Regions from separate parts of the Sus scrofa genome. Here all the other regions are linked to region 1. A link is a contact called in public Hi-C and HiChIP or PLAC-seq data. All regions are on one chromosome and are shown on one strand. Each heading gives the region's core, a stretch centred on a gene start, on an enhancer-like site or on the middle of the called end of the contact. The rest is flanking DNA. Distances are from core to core; before and after follow the strand shown.

Region 1 (2,548 bases), core at 24-2,523:
GATTGAAATTCAGGCCTTTGCTTGATTGGAAATATTATCAATATGCTTTCTGGTTTGTAGTAACCTGCATTAACAGCTCAAATGGAAAAATACTTTCCAGTAAAACTCCTGAAATGACCGGGTTAGAATCTGTTGCTTTTTTTTTTTTTTTTAATTGAGGGAAACTAGGTAATCACTGATGTCACCACTACTCCTTTTCCTCATATATTTTGAGGAAAAATGTAAAAATGTTAGAGTTTTGTTGTTGTTTTTAAGGATGGGCCAAAAAAGTTTTTCTGTAAATTGATGGTAGATTAGAGAGGTGATTTCTAGAACTGCCGAAAATGATGAAATTAACCTGGCACTTAAATCATGCCAGTTGAGCCAACAAAGTTTAGCATATTGGTGACTTTTTTTTTCCACACTGTACTCTGTTTTAAATAGCATTAAAGAGCAGTAACTATTTCTGATAGAGGTCATCTTAAAGTGCTCAGTGAGAGTAGCCTGTGTTGTTGCTGTTGTTGTATAAATAAGAAAGGAATTTAGAGAATTATTTCTTAGCGAACGAGTGGCAGATGCTTTCTTCAGCAGCTGTCGTTCTAGAGGGGAAGTAGCTTGGTTCAGCGACGAGGCACGTTGGTGGTTATTTATTTCAACCCCTGTGTCGGGTTAGTTTCCCTCCGCGCGCACAAGCACACTCTGGCGAAGCCGACTCTTGGAAAGAAAGGGGGCGGGGGGAATCAAAGAGGCTGAGGCTTGGTTAAACCAGGGACGTGAAGCGAAAGTTCTCCCGCAAAGGCCGTTTTCGAGGAAGTTCTCCTGTGCTGTCTTTGAGCCCCGCATCCCCTTCCGATTCTAAACAGTTGCTCCAAGCAGTCAGGGCGTGCGCCGGGCGCGCCGGTTCCCCTGCTTTGCCGCTCGGGTTGTTCTGAAAGGCTGGGACAACTCTTTGTCAGTTTCCAAGAGGAAACAAACACGCCACCCCACCAAAAAGCCCCGACCCGGCAGCCCCGGCTGGAGGGAGAGATGCGCGCCGCGCCCGGCTTCCCAGACGTCAGCCAGAGGCGGGTCAAAGGGTTAACAGCAATTAAGCAGAGTTGCTCCCGAAACAAAAGCAGGGTCTCCGCCGAGCGCGATTTCACCTGCCGCGCGGAGGGGGCCGGGGGCGCGGGCGCGGGGCGCGGGCCGCGGAGCCCATTGTGTGGGGCGCGGCGCGGCGCGGCGCGGGGTGTTTAGAGGCGGGTTGTGATTGGTGGAGCAGGGCGGGGCGGGTGGGCGCGGCGCGGTGCGTCTTGTCAGCCCGCGAGCCGGAGCGCCCCTGCGCGCGTGCAGTCCGCCTGCACGCCGAGGCCGCCGGACCCCACGCCCGGCCCGCGCGGGCGCCCCGAGCCGGCTCCCCGCGCCTGGCGGCTACATGGAGAGTGTCAGGTTGGTCCCCATGATTGATCTTTGCCGTTCTGCTCTCCTTCCCCGGGCTCCGCGGTGCCAGCTTCCTGGGGCCTCGCTGGGGAAGGCAGGAGCGCCCGAGGGTTTCTAAGTTGAGTCTTTCGGAAAAAATAATAATAACAATCGCTGTTTACCAACTTGGGTGGGAGTTGTGCTCTGGAAGTGGAGGCGGGGGAGGGGGTGGAGGGGTGGGAAGAAGCAGCTCCAGGCCTGTGGGTCCTGGAAGAGAGAGATTTTACCCCCCTTTCTCTCTCGCTCTCCCTTTTTTTAAATGTTCATGGGTGGGGTGTAGTTGAGAGTTGGAGGAAGTCCTGCTTGTGTTTTGCTCTCGCGCTCTCGCTCGTTCTCTTTTTCTCGTTCGCGATTCTTTTTCTGCCGGTCTGGCCTTCAGGCAGCCACTTTGGTAAAGCCCTCGCCATCACTCCATTCGGGGGACGTATCTGGGGTGTGATTTATGTCACTTTTCAGAGCGTGTGAAATATACAAGGAGCCTTCCGTCTCAGCGTAACCCGGGTGGATGTTTCTTTGCTTCTGATAGTTTGTTTCTATATCTGTCTAGGCTATTTTCAGCTTAGCTGTTCAAATTCAAGGAGTTCATACACAGTTAAGGGTGGAGGGAGACGAATAGAGCCCCGTACCAAGACGGCCAGACCGGCGGAAGGACACTTAGGCAGGTTGAGGAGCCTTAGCCTCTGTTGCAGTACTTTGCTGGTTAATTAAGTAGTGAGTGGGGTTTGGGTAGGACGCGAAGCCGACTGAGGAATTGCTACGGGGTACTCCCATCCGAACCGGCTCTGAATGTAGCTAACTCAACTGTCAGATCTGCCTGAAAGAGGGTCGGTCGTGGAAACAGACTTTCTCCCCCCACCACCCCCCTCAAGTGTCGTGATGGGAAGGAGGGGATCTTTAGGAAGTGGGTGGTAAAGTTTTAGAGCAAAGTACATATAGACTCTTCCTCTTTGGGATTAACTCCTTCAAGGCCTGCCGGTTAGGAGTGAAATATCTAATAATTTTATATTCTTGTCCACACAGACCAAATGTTCTAATCAAGCCAATTTAAAAATGCAAATCACCTAATTTCCATAGATTCCAACATTTTGAAAGTGACACATTTGGGGGAAAA
Region 2 (2,548 bases), core at 20-2,519, 110 kb before region 1:
GGAGGCCTGCTTAACAGCTTATGAGAAACAAATATTAACACAAATTGTGTAATTATATTACACTCTCAGATTCCTCCAAGATGCAAAGTGGTTTTCAGCTAAGAACACGCCAGCAATAAAACATCCTATAGTCAAAGGAAGCGCGCGCTCAAAGGGAACCATGAGACTGGATCCGAGCGACTTTCACAGTTTATTTTCATGGTATTTAAATTATGATACCAGTGGGTATTTTTAATTAGTGTGCACTTGTCTACATAAGCCATGTTGGCAAATTTGACTCATTCATACAGTAGTTGCTGTAAAAGAGGCCAGCACAGCCTGCAGGAATTAAAATTAAAAGTTTCTGCAAGCTGTTGTCGACATGACCATATCTCATTAACTTTAAAAATGGAGATTATTTGCCTGAAAGCTTGATTTGACTAGCAGTAATCAAATATTAGGCTCAGCGGAGTGAAGGGTGGGGGGAGTGCCATTGTTGTGATATATACCGCTAAGTGTTTTGCAGTTCGCTTTAAATAGCAGTATAAGATGTGTGTTTTGACAAAGGGAATAGGAAAGAGAAACACAGACATATGGCCTCAAAAGTATTATTAGGATAGTTTTATTTTAGTTTAAGGCTCATTATTTACTAAGTTTCCAGAAGACAAATATGATTGTGCCGATTACCAGTTCTTCCCTCCTTAAGGAGGCAACTTAATTGTCTGAAGGAGCTTCCCCTGCTTGATCAAAGTTTCAGTCTTAGAAACGGGGCCTATCTCGTGATAATCTTTCCTTTTCTCATCTGGTAAATTGGCATGAACCTTAAATTTGTATCCCGGCTTCATCCCATTGTTTTAACGGAATGTGATGAAAAGGTTGCAAAATAGCGCGTAAAATGAACCCCAAGAAAAGAGCCCTCCCCTTATCTCATCTACTTTCCAAATAGCTTGTTATTTGAATGAGGTATCTGAGCAAAAAAAAAAAAAAATCTCCTTTTGCAAGTAATTAAGGATCTAAGGTTGAAAACCTGAAGTTGCTGAAATACGGTAGACGTAGTCCCATTTTAGATCTCGTTTTATAGTTTCACATGCACAAAGGAACATTTGTAACGCCTAAGTGTAAACTGGAAAATGAAGATGCATTTGGGGGGGAAAAAACGCAAAGAAAAAAGGTGCAGTTAAACAAAAGACCAAAGATAAAGTCTTAAGCCTTTTTATGTCTCCGAGCTGAGAACATGTTCTGCATTTTACTCAAGGACCATGAGGCTAGAATGTAAGTAACTGGTTTTTGCATTAGGCTCTCCCTGGAGGTAGCAGAAAAATATCATGTCCCTGCATGAAATGCGAATGTGAAATCTACCAGAAAGAAATATTTATGACCATTTTATGCTTGATTAGGCTTGGATGACATCTGTTAGAAGACAGGGACTGGACAAAGAGAGAGACGCTCGGGGGCAAATGTTAACGGAGTTGTTTAGACGACGCTAGGGCAGAAGCGTCCATTTACTGCCAGGCAAAACACAGGAATTGTGTTAGCGAGAGTGCAGCTGACAAGAATCCACGGTGATGGAGACACTGTAAACTGACTCGATGAAATCGGTGGATACAGCTGTTGATAGTCACCTCTCGCTGCCTCAGTTTATGGGCAGGTATCTAGGCGAAACCCTGATCCAGTAACTTCCCGGGAGCCGATGCGTTCATAAAGTTACACACATGTGACTCAGCTATAAAAAGAGATCATCTTCACTTTTTCAAGTGAGTTTTACATTCTCCTGCCAGACAGACTTAGCAGCACCAGGAAACATTTCTCTATCTCTCAGCGAAAGGAGAATTAATTAAATGACACACTTGCTTCTGGATACTGCTGCGACTGAAGTTTCTTTTCTTATCATAAGTCTCCCCCCTCCCTCCTCACCCCCCTCCCCTCGCTTAAAAAAAAAAAAAAGAGAGAAATGTAGGCCCCTCAGTTCTATAGAAGCACTTCATCACTTTAAACAGGGCAAATGTTTGCCTAAAAAAGAAAAAAAAAAAAAACTTTTCCAACACTGGCAAACATTTTATCAATGGTTAAACATTTCAGTGCTCAAGTCCGTGCTGTTTGTCTGAAGCCATGGTTCCACCACGAGTGGAGGTATGAACAGTTATTTCATTCTGGTTCTTTTCCCAGCTTCTTTTCCTGTAAATTTTCTCTGTCTGGAATGCTGATGGGAAATGTTATTTTGTTTTTGTTTGCAGCAGTTCTGTTGTTTTGATTTTGTCTGAGTGGTATGGAAAACAGTACGTCACTTAGAGTGGGTGTTTTGTCTACCGGCCATTTGGCCATTGCACATATATTTCTCATACTTATTACATGATGACAAGGGAACCAAAAAGGCACAATTTTTCCAGTTGAATTTTTCTTTCCAGTTTAATAATAGTGAAAAAAGAAAACAAAAGTTAATAGATTTAGCAGTTTGATGGTACTCGCAATGTGATCGCTGACATTAGGTGCTTTTGTTTTTTTCCTCCATTCCTTGTGGTTGAGGAGCTGTTTAAGTGAAGGTCAGATTAATGCATAGATCAGTTTTTAC
Region 3 (2,548 bases), core at 30-2,529, 73 kb before region 1:
TGCTGATAACATTATGGGTCAGAAACAGTGAATGTGGAAACAAATATCATTTCCCTGAAGTGTTCTGCCATTTTAAAGAGACATATCTCACTAGCAGACTCTCTCTCTCTCTAATATGCATACATATATATGTACTATATATGTTTTATATAAATGTACATTTATATATATATATTATATATTTTCCCCACCAGTAATTTTTTTTTACGTTGTATTTCTGAAAGAAAGAAAAATAGATTTTAAAATGTAAAAACCTGTTCTTCAATTGAGGATGCAAAAATCTCATTGCAGTATTTATTCCAAACCTGTTCTCATAATGTTCAGTCAAGGAGAAAACAGCAAAAAACAGTTGTTGATGGACTTAGCACAGAACTGGATTAAATAAGCATTAGTCTACTGAAGCTGATTACAGGAATATGAAAATGCAGTATCTTAATGGTACATATTTTTATGTGGCAGCGCAGTTGCCTTTCATTTTGCAGCTAATATGTCTATTCTTATGAGTCATTTACTTCTTTAATTACCTTTTGCAGGCAAGGCACCATGGTATATTAATGTGAATGATTTTTACTGCCAGTTTATCATACAATGCCCCAGAAGTTGAAAGGCGTAATTGACTTGGAAGAACAGCTCATGAAGGAAACAATATTTAGTTGACAGTTTTCCTTGTACTGTCTGTTGACGTTTATGAGTTTACACTATGCTAAAGGAGTAATAAACACAATTTTCTTTCAATAACAGGAAAGGGTAGCTTCTCAAACACATTTGTGGAAAACACATTTGTTCATTTCTTGAATAATATGAAAATAACACATTTCTGGTGATCAGCCCTCTCAGATTGCCAATTGAATTAAACCTTTGAAGGTACATTTATAACCTGTCTTGGAGCATTAAGAGATATTAGGGTTCGTGTGATTGAATCGATTTAATGAATATTTAAATTATAGACAGATTTGGATAAATCGTGTTTAAGTCTGGGTGTTACAGTCAGACTATTTGGCCTCATCCTCCCAATTTCCAGAGGGAGGGAGAGTGGGAAGGAGCTTGGGAACTGTCTAGGAGAAGATTTTCTCTCTCCCAAGGCCAGGGGCAGTCATGACAGTACATTTTAGGAAAATAGACAAAGAGGAGACTATCCACACAACTCCTTATAAGGTCTGGGCTTTGAACAGTTAAACTCCAGACTTGGGTGGGTCGCTGCTGTCCCGGCGTCTGGAATGGTGCCTTGAGTTGACTTGGGGCCCTTAGCAAGTGCTCTGGTTTTAACCATCACTTGCATGGTCCCCCGGGGCCCAGCGCTGGCTCACTGGCTCTGGGCAGGCCCCGGTTTGGCACATTGGTTTAGAGGGAGTTAAACTTTTCACAGTTTTCTGGATTGTTTGCAGTTCAGTCCTGTGCAGCATAATGAAAGTTTTCTAGCCATCTGTTGTTAAGCTGGCGGGGAGCAAGGCCAGTATATCCAAACAAAGTTCTGGCCTGCTGTAAACGGAACCTGTCGGTTTAGCATAGCTTTCCTGACCCCTCCAATGAACGGGGCGGCTCTTGGTACCAGGCACCCACCGCCTAGAGCTTTCAAAGGGGAACTATTTTCGGGGTGGGGGGTGAGGTCCTGTTTACTTTTTCTTTCCATGTTCCTCTCCCTGGCTTGAACTAGTTTATACTTAATCTTTAAATGGATAAATGGTTCCTTGTCCCCCACCCTCACCCCCACCTCCTTTTTGGAAGAAGGAAGCATTACTTCTTCAGGGGAATTTAACTTTTAGAACGAGGTGTGAGTGTCCTTAAATGTGTGTGCAGTGGCTGTGATTCGAAAGAGGGCTCTAGCTAATTGTTTTTGTTTCATTATTTTGTCTTTCAGTGTTTGGGGACAAACAGTCCAGGCAGTGGAAGCTGCTATATTATAACTACTTAGCTTATATAACTAAAAGTGTTTCATGGCTTTCAACGGGCTTCCTGCCCTCGCCTTCTTCCGCATTTTGTATTTCATTATCAGAAGTTATTACACGGGATAACTTGGAGAACAGCCATTTGTTTGACAGTGCTCCCAGCTGTATAGGGTGCTTGCTCCTCCTCTGTTCTCATTTACAAGGTATATATATTGCTTTTTTTTCTTTTTCGGCCACACCTGCAGCACGCAGAAGTTCCCAGGCCAGGGATCAATCCCACGCCACAGGAATTCCCGGTAACGAACCTAGTATCCATGAGGACATGGGTTTGATCCCTGGCCTTGCTCAGTGGGTTAAGGATCTGATGTTGCTGTGAGCTGTGGTGTAGGTCGCACACTCGGCTCAGATCTGACGTTGCTGTGGCTGTGGTGTAGGCCAGCAGCTGCAGCTCTGATTCGACCCCTAGCCTGGAAACTTCCATTTGCCGCAAGTGTGCCCCCGCCCCAAAAAACATCCACACCACAGCAGTGACAATGCCAGATTCTAAACCGCTGAGCCATCTGGGAACTTTGCTATTGCTTTTAATTGCTCAGCTTAACTTTAAAATAATTTCATTGTTTTGCGGTATTCTGTAATACTTTTTTTTTTTTAACTCAGTGATT
Region 4 (2,548 bases), core at 29-2,528, 66 kb after region 1:
AAAGGCTGGCCATCCACAAGCCTGTGATCCACTGTGAACTAGACCCACTGCCTAGTCAATGCATGAACATCCTGGTAACTTATATTTTCCTTTTTGTTTCTCCATTTCACTTAATGATTTTCTATGTATTGTTGCAGACATCTCAACAGTGAGCATGCGCTGGACGATAGAAGTACAGCCCAATGTAGAGTACAAATGCAGGTTGTACAGCAGTTAGAGCTCCAGGTAAAACCACATTTATTTTTGATATTACCTCAGTATTCCTCCACTTCCAAATTTCTGTAGTGTTCTGTAATGAGTTCCTGTGTACTCATTATTGAATGGAAGGTTCCAAACCTGTCGTTGTCCTTTATTTTGTTTTATTATTTCATTTTCTTTATTTTATTCTCTGGGAAGGTTCAGCTTCAGTTCATTCTTGGGCACTGCCCCTCAGATGTTTCAAAGTTCTGTGCCTCTGTGTATACACTGCCGACCCTCAGTCACCACTGCTTTTTAGCTCTTCCATCTCTCTCTCACTTTACCTCCCTTCTCTCTTCTCCTTTTACCTTCTCTGGTTATCTGTTGTTGGGTTTAAGCCCCTTCTATAGCTAATGTTATCCGTCCAAAATGAGGAAGACAAGCTGGCAAGAGAGATGGGGAGCGAATGAATGGAATTTGAGAGAGCACACGCGTGCACGAGCGTGGAACATGTGCAAGCCCTGTTCTCCAGAGTTAAAATAGAAACTGTGTGTGGATTTATGCATCATGCTTCATTGTCCCCTGGTCCCTCCATCACTAAGAACAATTGAGAGTTCATTGCACCCATTTTAAATATGCACACACGCCCATGCATACATACAAGCACATATTCAGGATTCAGGTGTGTGTGTGTGTGTGTGTGTGTGTGTGTGTGTGTGTGTGTATGTGTATATATCATGTTTATATCATATATACATGGGGAGATAATCTTGAATTTGGAAATCCACTAGGCCATTGAGATTGTGTTTTATGACTCCAGAAAATTAACTTCTGCAAATTTTCCTGTGGATCACAGTTGTGAGGGATAGGGGCACATTTTAAAGATGGGTTCCACCTCCTGATGTAACTTGTTGATGAGCCACCATATTTTAACAGTAATTCCTTCCTTGGTATAATTAATAGTGAATTACTTTCTAAAAGTAAAAATTGGGTCAGAAATGGAGATTATTAAAATGTACAATTGCAGAAGCCTGACCCTACAAACCCCATTTATGCAGCCGAGTTCCAAAATGCTTTTGAGTGCCTGATGACTCACTGTGGCTTCTTCCTCTGGCTGGTTTCGTGTAGGCAAGAGGTTAGCCGACTAGGGGAAATTAAAACAATGTTGTACATTATATTGTTACCAGCCATCGAAAAGCCTATTTTGTATGCAAGACAGCAATGCCGAGATATATGGAGAGCCCTAGGCTAAGTACAGAAGATAATTACATTTGGAATTTTACTGAGTTAAGTCATTTACAGCTTCAAATAGTTGCAGAGAAAAATCAGCCAAAACACACTTAAACTTTTTGTTGTGACTTTCCAGGATAGAAAGGATTTTTAAAAATGAGTTATCATCTTATATGACAAATGACCTTCTTTTAAGTGAGAGTATTTCCAGAGTTATTTTCTTTAAGTAGTTAATATTTTTCCATTCAGACTACAGATATGAACTTATTAGGGCAGTGGGGTATTTATATAGGCCAAGGGCCCATCATGAAATCCTCAAATTCTTACATAAGTCTTGTTTAAATTTAGCATGTTTAAATTTAGCACGTTTAAATTTAGCATGTTTAATTTAAATTTACAGGTTTAAAATTAGCATGTTTATTGGGAAGGAAATAAGGAGTGTATTTGTCTCACCCCCTAGAGTTCACTTGTGATTGAAGCCTGGTAAGGCTTTGAAGAATCGGATTTAACAGCACAAGCTGCATGGCTTTTGCTCTCTGCATTTATATGTCTCAGTGGTGGTGTTGATAAAAGTGATACAAGTTCCTGCATTTTTTTAATTTAATTGATAAAATTAAATTATTAATGATCAGCTAGAGTAAATTGTTTACCAGAGCTGTCATGGCTCACCTGGGATGGTATTCCAGTCTGCAGATTTGAGTGTGGGGCCATTGCTAATTACTCAGGAACTGATTATCTGTTTTATTCATTATTCCTCACTGTCTACGAGAAGCAAGCAGAAGGAAAGAAGTTAGACTCCCAGTAAGGCGGATGACTCTCTCCTGGCAATTTGAATGTTGTGTTTTGGTGAATGTGGCCTGGGAATGGTGCACGCCCATAGGATGATTCTTTGATTATTTGTGGATTTCATTTATTCATAGGTTTCCCTTCATCCTCCAGCCCTACGTCAAACCTAAGCAGGCTTTTCAACTTTTGATAGGAATCAGAGGAACTCATCTGACTGGAAGTTTCTATGTGGTAGTTACCTGCAGTGTTTCTAATAGTAATTTTGCTAGTGAGTCTGCGTTAATGGAAGAAAGGAGAGCTAAGTCTGAAGAATTCAATTTCTTCCAAGTTTGATATAGTTGTTAGTATGACCTGG

Evidence for each region. Hi-C and Micro-C count contacts between places; a contact is called where the count stands out from the background. HiChIP or PLAC-seq counts read pairs in DNA pulled down with a chosen protein or histone mark.
Region 2: an H3K27ac HiChIP or PLAC-seq map of skeletal muscle shows a contact between it and region 1. The contact joins two enhancer-like sites. A contact is called at or near these places in 4 of 47 Hi-C or Micro-C datasets (embryonic fibroblasts and skeletal muscle) and 1 of 2 datasets of contacts at active chromatin or transcription factors (skeletal muscle).
Region 3: an H3K27ac HiChIP or PLAC-seq map of skeletal muscle shows a contact between it and region 1. The contact joins two enhancer-like sites. A contact is called at or near these places in 13 of 47 Hi-C or Micro-C datasets (alveolar macrophages, blood, embryonic fibroblasts and 6 more) and 2 of 2 datasets of contacts at active chromatin or transcription factors (alveolar macrophages and skeletal muscle).
Region 4: a Hi-C map of alveolar macrophages shows a contact between it and region 1, with 2.2 times the contacts expected there. The contact joins two enhancer-like sites. A contact is called at or near these places in 9 of 47 Hi-C or Micro-C datasets (alveolar macrophages, blood, heart right ventricle and 3 more) and 2 of 2 datasets of contacts at active chromatin or transcription factors (alveolar macrophages and skeletal muscle).

Annotation. Positions count from the first base shown.
Region 1 is chr13:52,455,921-52,458,468 of Sscrofa11.1, reverse strand. The region is part of intron 7 of FOXP1 (forkhead box protein P1); the gene reads left to right. Among named protein-coding and RNA genes, the nearest start is that of FOXP1, 520 kb to the left of the region's middle. Within about 2 kb of position 1,273, at least 67 of the 83 cell types and tissues checked have an H3K27ac peak or open chromatin away from gene starts, as enhancers often do. A contact at or near this core is called in alveolar macrophages, liver, retroperitoneal adipose tissue and 2 more, where this site is marked.
Region 2 is chr13:52,564,187-52,566,734 of Sscrofa11.1, reverse strand. The region is part of intron 6 of FOXP1 (forkhead box protein P1); the gene reads left to right. Among named protein-coding and RNA genes, the nearest start is that of FOXP1, 410 kb to the left of the region's middle. Within about 2 kb of position 1,269, at least 10 of the 83 cell types and tissues checked have an H3K27ac peak or open chromatin away from gene starts, as enhancers often do. A contact at or near this core is called in skeletal muscle, where this site is marked.
Region 3 is chr13:52,528,517-52,531,064 of Sscrofa11.1, reverse strand. The region is part of intron 6 of FOXP1 (forkhead box protein P1); the gene reads left to right. Among named protein-coding and RNA genes, the nearest start is that of FOXP1, 440 kb to the left of the region's middle. Within about 2 kb of position 1,279, at least 26 of the 83 cell types and tissues checked have an H3K27ac peak or open chromatin away from gene starts, as enhancers often do. A contact at or near this core is called in liver, retroperitoneal adipose tissue, skeletal muscle and 1 more, where this site is marked.
Region 4 is chr13:52,389,646-52,392,193 of Sscrofa11.1, reverse strand. It overlaps FOXP1 (forkhead box protein P1), which reads left to right. Exons shown (of 21, transcript XM_021070841.1): 13 at 138-225. Among named protein-coding and RNA genes, the nearest start is that of FOXP1, 580 kb to the left of the region's middle. Within about 2 kb of position 1,278, at least 4 of the 83 cell types and tissues checked have an H3K27ac peak or open chromatin away from gene starts, as enhancers often do. A contact at or near this core is called in alveolar macrophages, where this site is marked.